Regions from separate parts of the Canis lupus genome. Here region 1 is linked to region 2. A link is a contact called in public Hi-C data. All regions are on one chromosome and are shown on one strand. The core of a region is the stretch at or near the end of the contact, and the rest is flanking DNA. Distances in the headings are between cores, read along the strand shown.

Evidence for each region. A called contact is a pair of places that touch in the nucleus more often than the background predicts.
Region 1: a contact with region 2 is called in a Hi-C map of blood, with 4 times the contacts expected there. The contact joins the promoter of CCND2 here to the promoter of PARP11 in region 2. A contact is called at or near these places in 4 of 9 Hi-C or Micro-C datasets (amygdala and blood).

Annotation. Positions count from the first base shown.
Region 1 is chr27:5,497,519-5,501,954 of UU_Cfam_GSD_1.0, forward strand. It overlaps CCND2 (G1/S-specific cyclin-D2), which reads left to right and starts at 2,117. Exons shown (of 5, transcript XM_038576513.1): 1 at 2,117-2,622; 2 at 4,432-4,436. The coding sequence starts at 2,428.
Region 2 is chr27:5,058,645-5,063,267 of UU_Cfam_GSD_1.0, forward strand. PARP11 (protein mono-ADP-ribosyltransferase PARP11) reads right to left here and starts at 3,119. Exons shown (of 9, transcript XM_038576511.1): 1 at 2,905-3,119.

The DNA of each region.
Region 1 (4,436 bases), core at 867-3,366, 440 kb after region 2:
AGTTGACTAAAATCAATAGGTAATTGTTAGGGACCGACTCTATTCCGAGGAGCACTGTACTCAGCCGGAGTGTCATCCGCTGCGCTGGACTGTTTCATTTTGAGTTGCAACTTAGGTTTCTCAGGGAGCTTTCTTCTTCCCGAAAGCTAATGGCTTCCACAGCAATTAGACTTTTTCTTCGCCGCCCCCTTCCCTCCCCTTTCTTTACCTACGGTAGATTGGATCCTAATTCCCTCGGCCATTGATAAGGTCGCAGGCGCCCCGGCCTCTCCCCGGCCCTCGCCCGCCCCAGTCCCCGCGCTCCCTCCGCCCTCCCTTGGCTTCCTTTTGATGTAGCGGGGAACGCGTCCTACTAAAAAAAAAAAAAAAAAAAAAAAAAAAAAAAAAAAAAAAAAAAAAGAAAAAAGTAATCTGCCCGGTAACAATCAGCGCGCAGTAGCAGGAGCCCCAGAGCTATTGGCTATGCAAATAGAGGGAGGGGAGACGGCGCCCCAAACTCTTACTCACCCTTTTAAAGCGATATCCCCCCCTTCCCCCCCACCCCTTCCGCCCCACCCTCGTTTAAAGGGGCTGGCCTCGGGGCCCGAGTTAATCGCTAGCACCTCTGGTTTATTCACTCCCCGCCTTCCCTATTCCACTCCCCCCGCTCCTTTCAGGGAACCGAGTGTACAGCTCACCCAGCCCCCCCTCCCCGCCAGCTCTCCACACCCCGGTTCGGGCCCCCGGCCTCCGCGAAGGAGGCGCTCGGTTGACCACGGTGTGTCCCGAGCCCTGACCCACGCCATGCTCCCTGCACGTGCCAGCTCCGCCAACTTGCCGGGGGCGCTGGGCTCTCTCCCCTTCCCCCCCAAGTGAAATTACACTGAAACCCGGGGGAGGGGGGCGGGGGGGGAGGAAGAAGGTGAGGAAACGCCACCATATCCCCTGTAAAAGCAGCCTTGACCCGGGGATGCGTTAGAGCACATGTCGGAGCCGACTGCGCTGGCAGCGTCCCCACCGCAACCCGGCTCCCGGGGAGAAAGCCCTGGCTGGCGGGTGAGGCATGAACCCGGAGGGGTCGGCGAGGATGCCAGCGGAGGACACAGGATGGAAGTCTCGGGCCTCCGAGGAAAGGAAGGGGTGGTGTTGTTTGCGCAGGGGGAGAGAGGGGGAGCCAAACCTAATCCCTCCCTCGCCCCCCTCTCCTCCCCTCCCCCTCCCGGGCTATTTCCTAGAAAGCTGTATCAGTGTGGCCACGCTCGGCGCAGACACCTCGGGCGGCTTGTCAGCAGATGCAGGGGCGAGGAAGCGGGTTTTTCCTGCGTGGCCGCGGGCCGCGGAAGAACCGATGGTAGCCCTGCCCCCCCCCCCCCAGCCTGCGGCAGCCCAGACCTCTTCTCTCCTGCTCCCCGTGGCGCCTGTAGCGCCCCCAAGAAGGGGAGGGTTTCTGCTTCAGGGTCACATTCTATCACGTCGGAGAAGCCGCCCCCTCCCTCCTAACACCCACCCCTTCCTCTCCTTCCTCTTCGCACACACAGGCGGGGTGGGGTGGGGGGGCGTTGTTCTGGCCCCTTTAATCGGGCTTTTGAAACAGCCCGAAGTGATCCAGGAGCTCAAACGTCCGGGACAGAATCTTTATCTCTGGATATCCGAGGTTGCTATTTTCTAAAATCGCCCTCCTTATTCTTCACTTAAGGGATCTGCTTATAAATTGCAGGAGCCCACCCCATCTTCAAGTGATCCACTCGTCATTCTCGGATCTTACATGCATGGGCAGGAATGGAAAGGTCAATTTTGAGAAAGCCAAAGTTGGAGGGTCGTACTTGGCACGATACGCCCACAGAATGTGCGAAATTAGAGGGAATAAGTAGGAATCGGTGGGGTTTTTTTGTGGGTTCCCCTATTCGGGGCCCCTGGCATGCAGGGCTGGATAGAGGGAAAGGGCCTCGGAGAGCTAAGGAGAGGGGTGGGGGGGCGGGGGACCGCGTTTGAAGTTAGGTCGGGCCAGCTGCTGTTCTCCTAAATAACAAGAGGGGAAAGGGAGGGAGGGACGGAGAGATTGAAAGGAGGAGGGGAGGGACGAGAGGGGAGGGAAGGGGAGGAGGAACCGGAGAGGGGAGCGAGGCGAGAGGGAGGAGAACTAACTGCCCAGCCAGTTTGCGTCACTGCCTCGCAGAGCAGAGAAGAGCGAGCAGGGGAGAGCGAGACAAGTTTGAAGGGGAGGGCAGGCAGAGTTAGCAGCCCCCGAGGCTCTCCTCTCCCAGCGCCCTTCCCTCTCCTCTCTTCTCCCCAGCCTCTGTCTCTCTCTGCCCCATAACTTTTCTCTCGAAAACCCCCTATTTAGCCAAAGGAAGGAGGTAAGGGGAACCCTCTCCCCTCCCCCCTTCAAAACCCCCCAACTTTTCCAGTCCGGAGAAAGCAGGGGAGCGAGCGGGTACCCGACTGGCCATGGAGCTGCTGTGCTGCGAGGTGGACCCGGTCCGCAGGGCCGTGCCGGACGCCAACCTGCTCTACGACGACCGCGTTTTGCAGAACTTGCTCACCATCGAGGAGCGCTACCTTCCCCAGTGCTCCTACTTCAAATGCGTGCAGAAGGACATCCAGCCCTACATGCGCAGGATGGTGGCCACCTGGATGCTGGAGGTAGGTCTGCAGACGGACTCCGTCTGTCCCCATCCGGATAGACGCCCACGCTCCCCACCCCCGCCCCCAGCGCAGGGACCCTAAAACTGGGAGATGGCAGGATCCGCGCTCGCCTCCGCACTCCCGCGCGCGAGGTTACCCCTCGCCCTTTGGCGAGACGCGTGGCTTCATTTCTGTTCCCTGCAGGATGCTAGAAGAACTGGGGGAGGGGAGGGGGGGAGGAGGAAAATCTGGGAGAAACGAGACTGTCCTGGGGCGGGGGTGGGGGAGCATCCCGCGCGCGTGTGCCTGCATGTGGCTGCCTCTTCTTCCCACCCCCATCCTGATCTGTCTTTTGCGAAGCTGCGGCTGCTTTCGGTGCAGTGAAGCTGGGAGTGGGAGCGTGGAATCGGGGCCCCAAAGTAAAAAAGAGCAGCCCCCCAAAGGCCAGAGCAAAATCGTCCTAGCCTCAGGTCCCCGCATGTGGTTGCGACTCCGCGTTGGCACTTGGGGGGGGGGGGGGGGAGGAGGGGGGGAGGAGAGAGGAGGAGAGAAACGGAGAATTCAGGAGCCCCGGAAGTCGCAATGAAGAAACGTGTGTTTTAGGGGAACCCAAAAGAACCACTTCTTTACCCTTGCTCCAAATCTTTGCCGAGCGAGCCGTGTGCCCACGTATGCACGGCTCTGGACCTGCCGTGGTTTCGCCATGTTGCTTTGCAAACTCCGGCTGGAAAGGCTGGAAAGCGTTGCCCGCTCGCCCCCCGCACCCCGTTAGCCCGGCCCCCCCACTTGCAATAGTACCCTCTCCCCCAGCCCCCACCTCACGAAGGTTACTTACAGTTTGGCTTTCCAGTTTTCTCGGTGCGGAGATTTGGGTGGGGTAGGAAGGGGGGAGGAGGTGTGTGTAGGGGGGATGTCGGGGCGCCCCCAACGGAGAGGTCAGAGCCCCGGGTGCTCTCCGGCGGCGCCCCGCTCCTCGCCTTTCCCCCGGCTCCTCACCACGGTCCCCGGTTTCTGCCCTTGCGGGCCGCAGCCGGACGGACACTCCCGCCGCGGCGCTCACCCCTCCAACTTTCCCCTCGGGATCCAAAGCCCCAGGGGTTGAGATACAGACCTTTCCGGCACCCGAAATCTCCGTTTCGGGAAGCCTGGTTCCTCTGTGGGGTTTTCACGCCAAAAGGGCTTTTCTAGGATATTTCCTCGATTTTTAATTATTTTTTGAAACCGTCTCCCCAGGCTCCGAGTCCGCCGCCGAGGCTGCGGCTCTTCCTCTTCTCCTCCCTCCCCCTCTCTTCCCCACCTCTCCCCACCCACCCCCCCAATAGCGGCGCCTGGGCCGCAAGGACGCCCCCGGACATTTTTTTCAATTGTCGGGAATGATAGAGCAGGGTCCGGGGCTCCGAATGAGACCAAGAAGAAGACCCCCGGAGCCTCCAGAATATTTTTATTGATTTTTTGAAAAGATGACGAAATCCAAAAAAGAGAGTGTGAGTGAGTTAGAGGGAGCAAAGAAGTCAGTAGCCAAAGGGAGCGTCGCCGAGCCTGGCGGCTACTGCGCATTTGTTTGCCTCCTCGGTTCGGATCTTCAGTTCAACTCTCTCTTACGTTCCTGGGGAGTACCCCAGCACCGACCATTTAGATTTACCCCGTTTTCCTCATCTTTATTCTTATCACATAGTCTACTCCCCTCCCCCTCCCCGCTGAAAAATTAAATATTTTTGCTTCTTTCCATAGGTTATGCCTTTTCATTTCTTTTTTTGTGTATGTGTGTTTTCCTGATATTCTTCCCTCCAACCACCCCCACCCAACCCATTCCCGCTCCCATCTTAGGTCTG
Region 2 (4,623 bases), core at 1,869-4,368:
ATGTTTGTCATTTTCGATTTCCTTCATCAGTGAGACAAAGAGAAACTGAAACTCTCTGATATTTAATAGTGACTACTTACTCCACTCCCAGCAAAGAGGAATAAGACAAGTGACACAAGAGGGTAGAGAAAGGCAGGATAAAGTCACAGTATACACAGTTAAGGCAGTGTTGGCAATTCCTTTCTACAGATTTTTGCACCTTTTTTTAATGGGGGTACATAAGTCAGGGCTCCCTCCCTCAGATGGATGGAGAACTGCCGAGAGCTCTTATCAGAACTGAGTGTGCCTGCCGCTTCTGCCAATCAGATCTGCCTTGGCACGGACATTATGCTTGCCTCAAGGTGCCTGGTCAGTGAAAAGCTTGACTAGATATCACTGACCACATGACTGTCTTGAAAGATAAAATTTTGTACTGAGACAAAGTTTATAACTCTTTGGTTATCCTGTTTTAGGTTTCTCCCCCAAGGAAATGTTGCAAGCTCAGTGGTGGTTTTCCAAACTCAAACCATGCAATATAGACTTTTCCTTTTCTGTTTCACTTGGAAGGGGCAGCTGCGTCTGAGTATTACGATGGCCCATATCAGCATAACATTTTCCTAAAGCCACTTGTGAGTAGAATACAGTATCATACAGAAGGTATATTTGCAATAAGAGATATATCTGCAGCTCATAGGTGGTATATTAAGGCCATAGATGTCACCAAAAATACACAGGGAGAAACCAGGCAGAAGTCTTCAATTCAAGCAGCTCACAGGGCCTTCCTTCACAAAGTAGAATTTATTATCTCACTCAATGGTAAGAAATGGCAAACAATTTCAGTTGATGGGTAATGCAAATGTTATCTGCATTTATCTTCAGGATACATTGTGGTTGGTTGGTTTGTTTTAAATTCCTAAGTGTCTGGCTTAGGGTAACATTAAAACTAATTTTCATTCCATGAACACAGCTGGACAAACTGTCCAGATGCCCATCCACCAATATAAACTAACAAATTACCAGAGAAACACAAAGAGAGAATGCTGACTGTATTTTTAAAAACTGAACTGTCCTTATTGGTAGGATTGATATGTTCATAGGAAGGAAACCAGTGTCAGTAAGGAAACCCCGTAGCATTAAGACATATTAGGGTAGCACAGTAAGGGTAAGGGTCGAAAGAACAATGTGGGATTACATGTGGAAGGTTCACCACTATCAACAAAAGTCTGTTTGCTCTAGTGAAATCAAGCAAAATTGTTAGGGTGCCGACAGAAGCAGCAGCAGCATTCCTTACAAAGAAATGAGATGATGCTATAATAAACCAAATGCATGAGATACTCACTAACATCTTCATAATCCTCACAAACGTACAAATGACCCCACAGTGAGCGCTAATGTATAAGTGATGGAGGAGGGAGAATGAACAGTAGGAGCAAAGGACTGTCTCCAGTACTAATCCAGTCCCCTTTGCTAACTCAACAAATATTTACCGAGAGCCTCCTAAGTGCCAGGCTCTCTACTCTAGCCTGAAGATACCAAGTAAACAAAACAGGCGACAAAGGCCCTGCCCACGGGGAGCTTACAATATAGTGAAGAATTTTTTTTTTTTTGAAATACGTGCCTTTGAGCAAGACATCACCTAGGTGACTAAAAAATCTGTTATGGAGAAACCAAGACAAAAGGGACTGCTAATAAAGACTGAAAACACACACAGCAGATGCACATATGTACATACACACATACACGTACGATGCTACAAAACCAAGATTGCTGATGACAGTGAAACCATCCAAAAGCAGGAAGCCCATCCTCATGATTCTAAGTTACTTTTGCTGACATCAAATACCAGCAATCACTTTCCTCTGATGTGGCCTGATAGTGCGGGATTATAGGTAGGAACAAAACAAAAAACAAAAAAAACTTCGATGATGAGCAGTTACACAAAGACTGGGATGCCACCACCCTGTGTAAGCAACAAAGGCAAACCAACAGACTAGTTTCTGCCGGACAAAAACCTAAAACGTAACAGAATTCACTGACAGACTCTCCCAGTCTTCCGGAACTATATTCCAGAAGTGGGGGGGGGGGGGGGGGGGGGGGGGGGGCGGGGGGCGTCAGTGCTGACCGCAGCAAAAGAGCGTCTCAGGCATGAACACGAACCGGGGCAGTTATCTCGGCCTGGGCCTGCGGGCAGCTCACAGACTCGGCCCAACAACTCGCAGGGAGGGGCTCTGCCATCACCCCAGTCAAGGCCTGAGGTGGCACCTGCCCTGGCTCTGGGCACTTCCCCCCTAGCGAGAGCTTCACAGTCCGTGGATGCATAAAAGCAAAGCCGACCAAGACGCAGGCAGGCTCGGTGCAAACACCGGAGTCAAACAAGAGGGGAAGGGACGGGGTGGGGTGTGCAGCCGAAAGGTCCAGGTCATCAGTTCTGTCCACTGGAAGAAAAGAACACCTAAGCAGGCCACCGTCGAGAGGTCGGAGCGCACCCCCGGCCCCCGCGTCTGGAAGGAAGGTGGTCCGTCCACTGAAGGGCTGTGAGAAGGGAAAGGGAAGGACGGCGCCCCCGAGGCCCACGCCGGACACCGGCCTCCAGATGCAGGAGGCGCCGGCAGGTGCAGCTGAGGCCAGGGAGAGGGGCGACCGCCAAGCCCCGCAACTCCGACGAGGAAGCAAAACACAAAGGCGGAGAAACCACAGCGACTCAAATAAATCACAGAGGGCTCTAAGCGCCGGGGAGCCCGCGGGGCCATCTGCGCCGCTCGAGAGCCAGGGGCTGTCGGAGACCCGAGGGCCAGGATCTTCGCGGCCCCGGAACTCAACACCCGGCCCGAAGCGGGTGAGGGGGAGCAGTTCCCGGGAACCCCCTCCCGCCCTCTCCCCTATACCCCGCCCATTGGGTCCGCCCCGTCCCGCCCGGCTACTCACCGGATTCGCTTCCCACATAACGGTGGCGAAATCGAGCGGAGAGAGCCTGGGGGAAGGGGCTAGCCGCGGGGTCGGGGTGTTGGGTTTTTTCCGAGGGCCCCGGGGTGCGGAGGGATGGAGAGGCAACCTCTACGCAGGCCGTCCTTCTACCCCGCCCCGTGACAAGCCAGCGTCTTCGGACCACCGACCCTCCCGACTTCCGCCCGAGGCCGGCCAACCAGCGCTGGCCCCGCCCCGCCCCGGAAGCTCGTCCTGCCGCAGCCGCGGCCTTCCGGGCCGGTGGGCGGGGCTTGTGCTGCCGGGGCCGTCGGGGGACCGAAGGGGCTCGTCCTCCCGCTGCCCTCCGGGTGGTCTCTCCCCGCCAAGCGGTCCTCGAGCCCCGCTGCAGTTCCTCCGGTGTTCCCCGATCCGGGTAGCGGCCAGGAGTCCCACGGGCCCAGGGATTCATGTCCGCGGGGCTTGGGGACAAACCTCCCAACCTCCCAATTCTAAATCTCGTCTCTGCATCTCTGCGTCTCTCGTGAATAAATAAGTGAAATCTTTTTAAAAACCTATGGAATACAGGGATGCTTGGGTAGCTCGGTAGGTTAAGCGTCTGCCTTGGGCTGACGTCATCATCCTAAGGTCCCGGTGTCACATTCTGAGTTAGGCTCCCTGCTCAGCCAGGAGCCTGCTCCTCCCTCGGCCTGCGTCTCTGCCTCTCTCTATCTCTGTCTGTGCCTCTCATGAATAAGTAAATAAAATCTCAAAAAAAAAAAAAGAAAGAAAAAGAAAAAGAAGAAAACCAACCACAGTATCTGGCGTGCAGTAAGAACTCAATAAGCGACAATTACTTCCCAGCCCCCGAGGCGGGCTGTGGAGCACAGGACCTACCCGCAGTCCATGCCCTCATGGAGCTTAGAGTCTAGGGGAGAAAAAGCAAAAAAACAAGTAATAGAGATAAATAAAAAGGTGCAGTAGGGTTTGTAGGTAGCATGGCAAGTACAGGGTTTTATGAGACTATGTTCATCTGGGACAGGGTGTCTGCTTTCCTGTCGTCCCTCTACAGAGCTTAGGCTAAGACCTCAAGGACGTACTTATTGGAGTTACTTGGATAAAGAGCTCTTTATCTTTATCAAGTAACTCCCAAGAAATGGGGAGAATCTTCTAGGCAAAGGAATAGAATCTACTCAGGGGAAAGGAAAAGGAAACTGTCATATATCTTTCTGAGCTTTTCTATAGCTGCACACATTTTTAAAAATGATCAAGGAATTCCTGCAGATTTAGAACCTGATTCTTTCACTTAATATCATAGGGACAGGGATGCCTGCGTACCTCAGTGGTTGAGCGTCTGCCTCTGGCTCAGGTCGCGATCCTGGGGTCCAGGGATCCAGTCCTGCATCAAGCTCCTTGCATGGAGCCTGCTTCTCCCTCTGCCTGCGTCTCTGCCCCTCTCTCTCTCTCTGTGTGTCTCTCATGAGTAAATAAATAAAATCTTAAAGAATATATATCATATGGATAGCCTTCACTCCGATACATAAAAAGTAGACTCATGGCATCCCATGATTTGTATGTGAATCACACACACACATTTGAAATAATCCGTTGTGATAGATACTTAGGTGGTTTTCAATTTTTTATTATTCTGTGAACATTCTTGTACAGACATTTCTGTACATTTACCTCCTTGGAATTAATTATTATAAATGGAATTGTTCGGAGGCACTTGGGGTGGCTCAG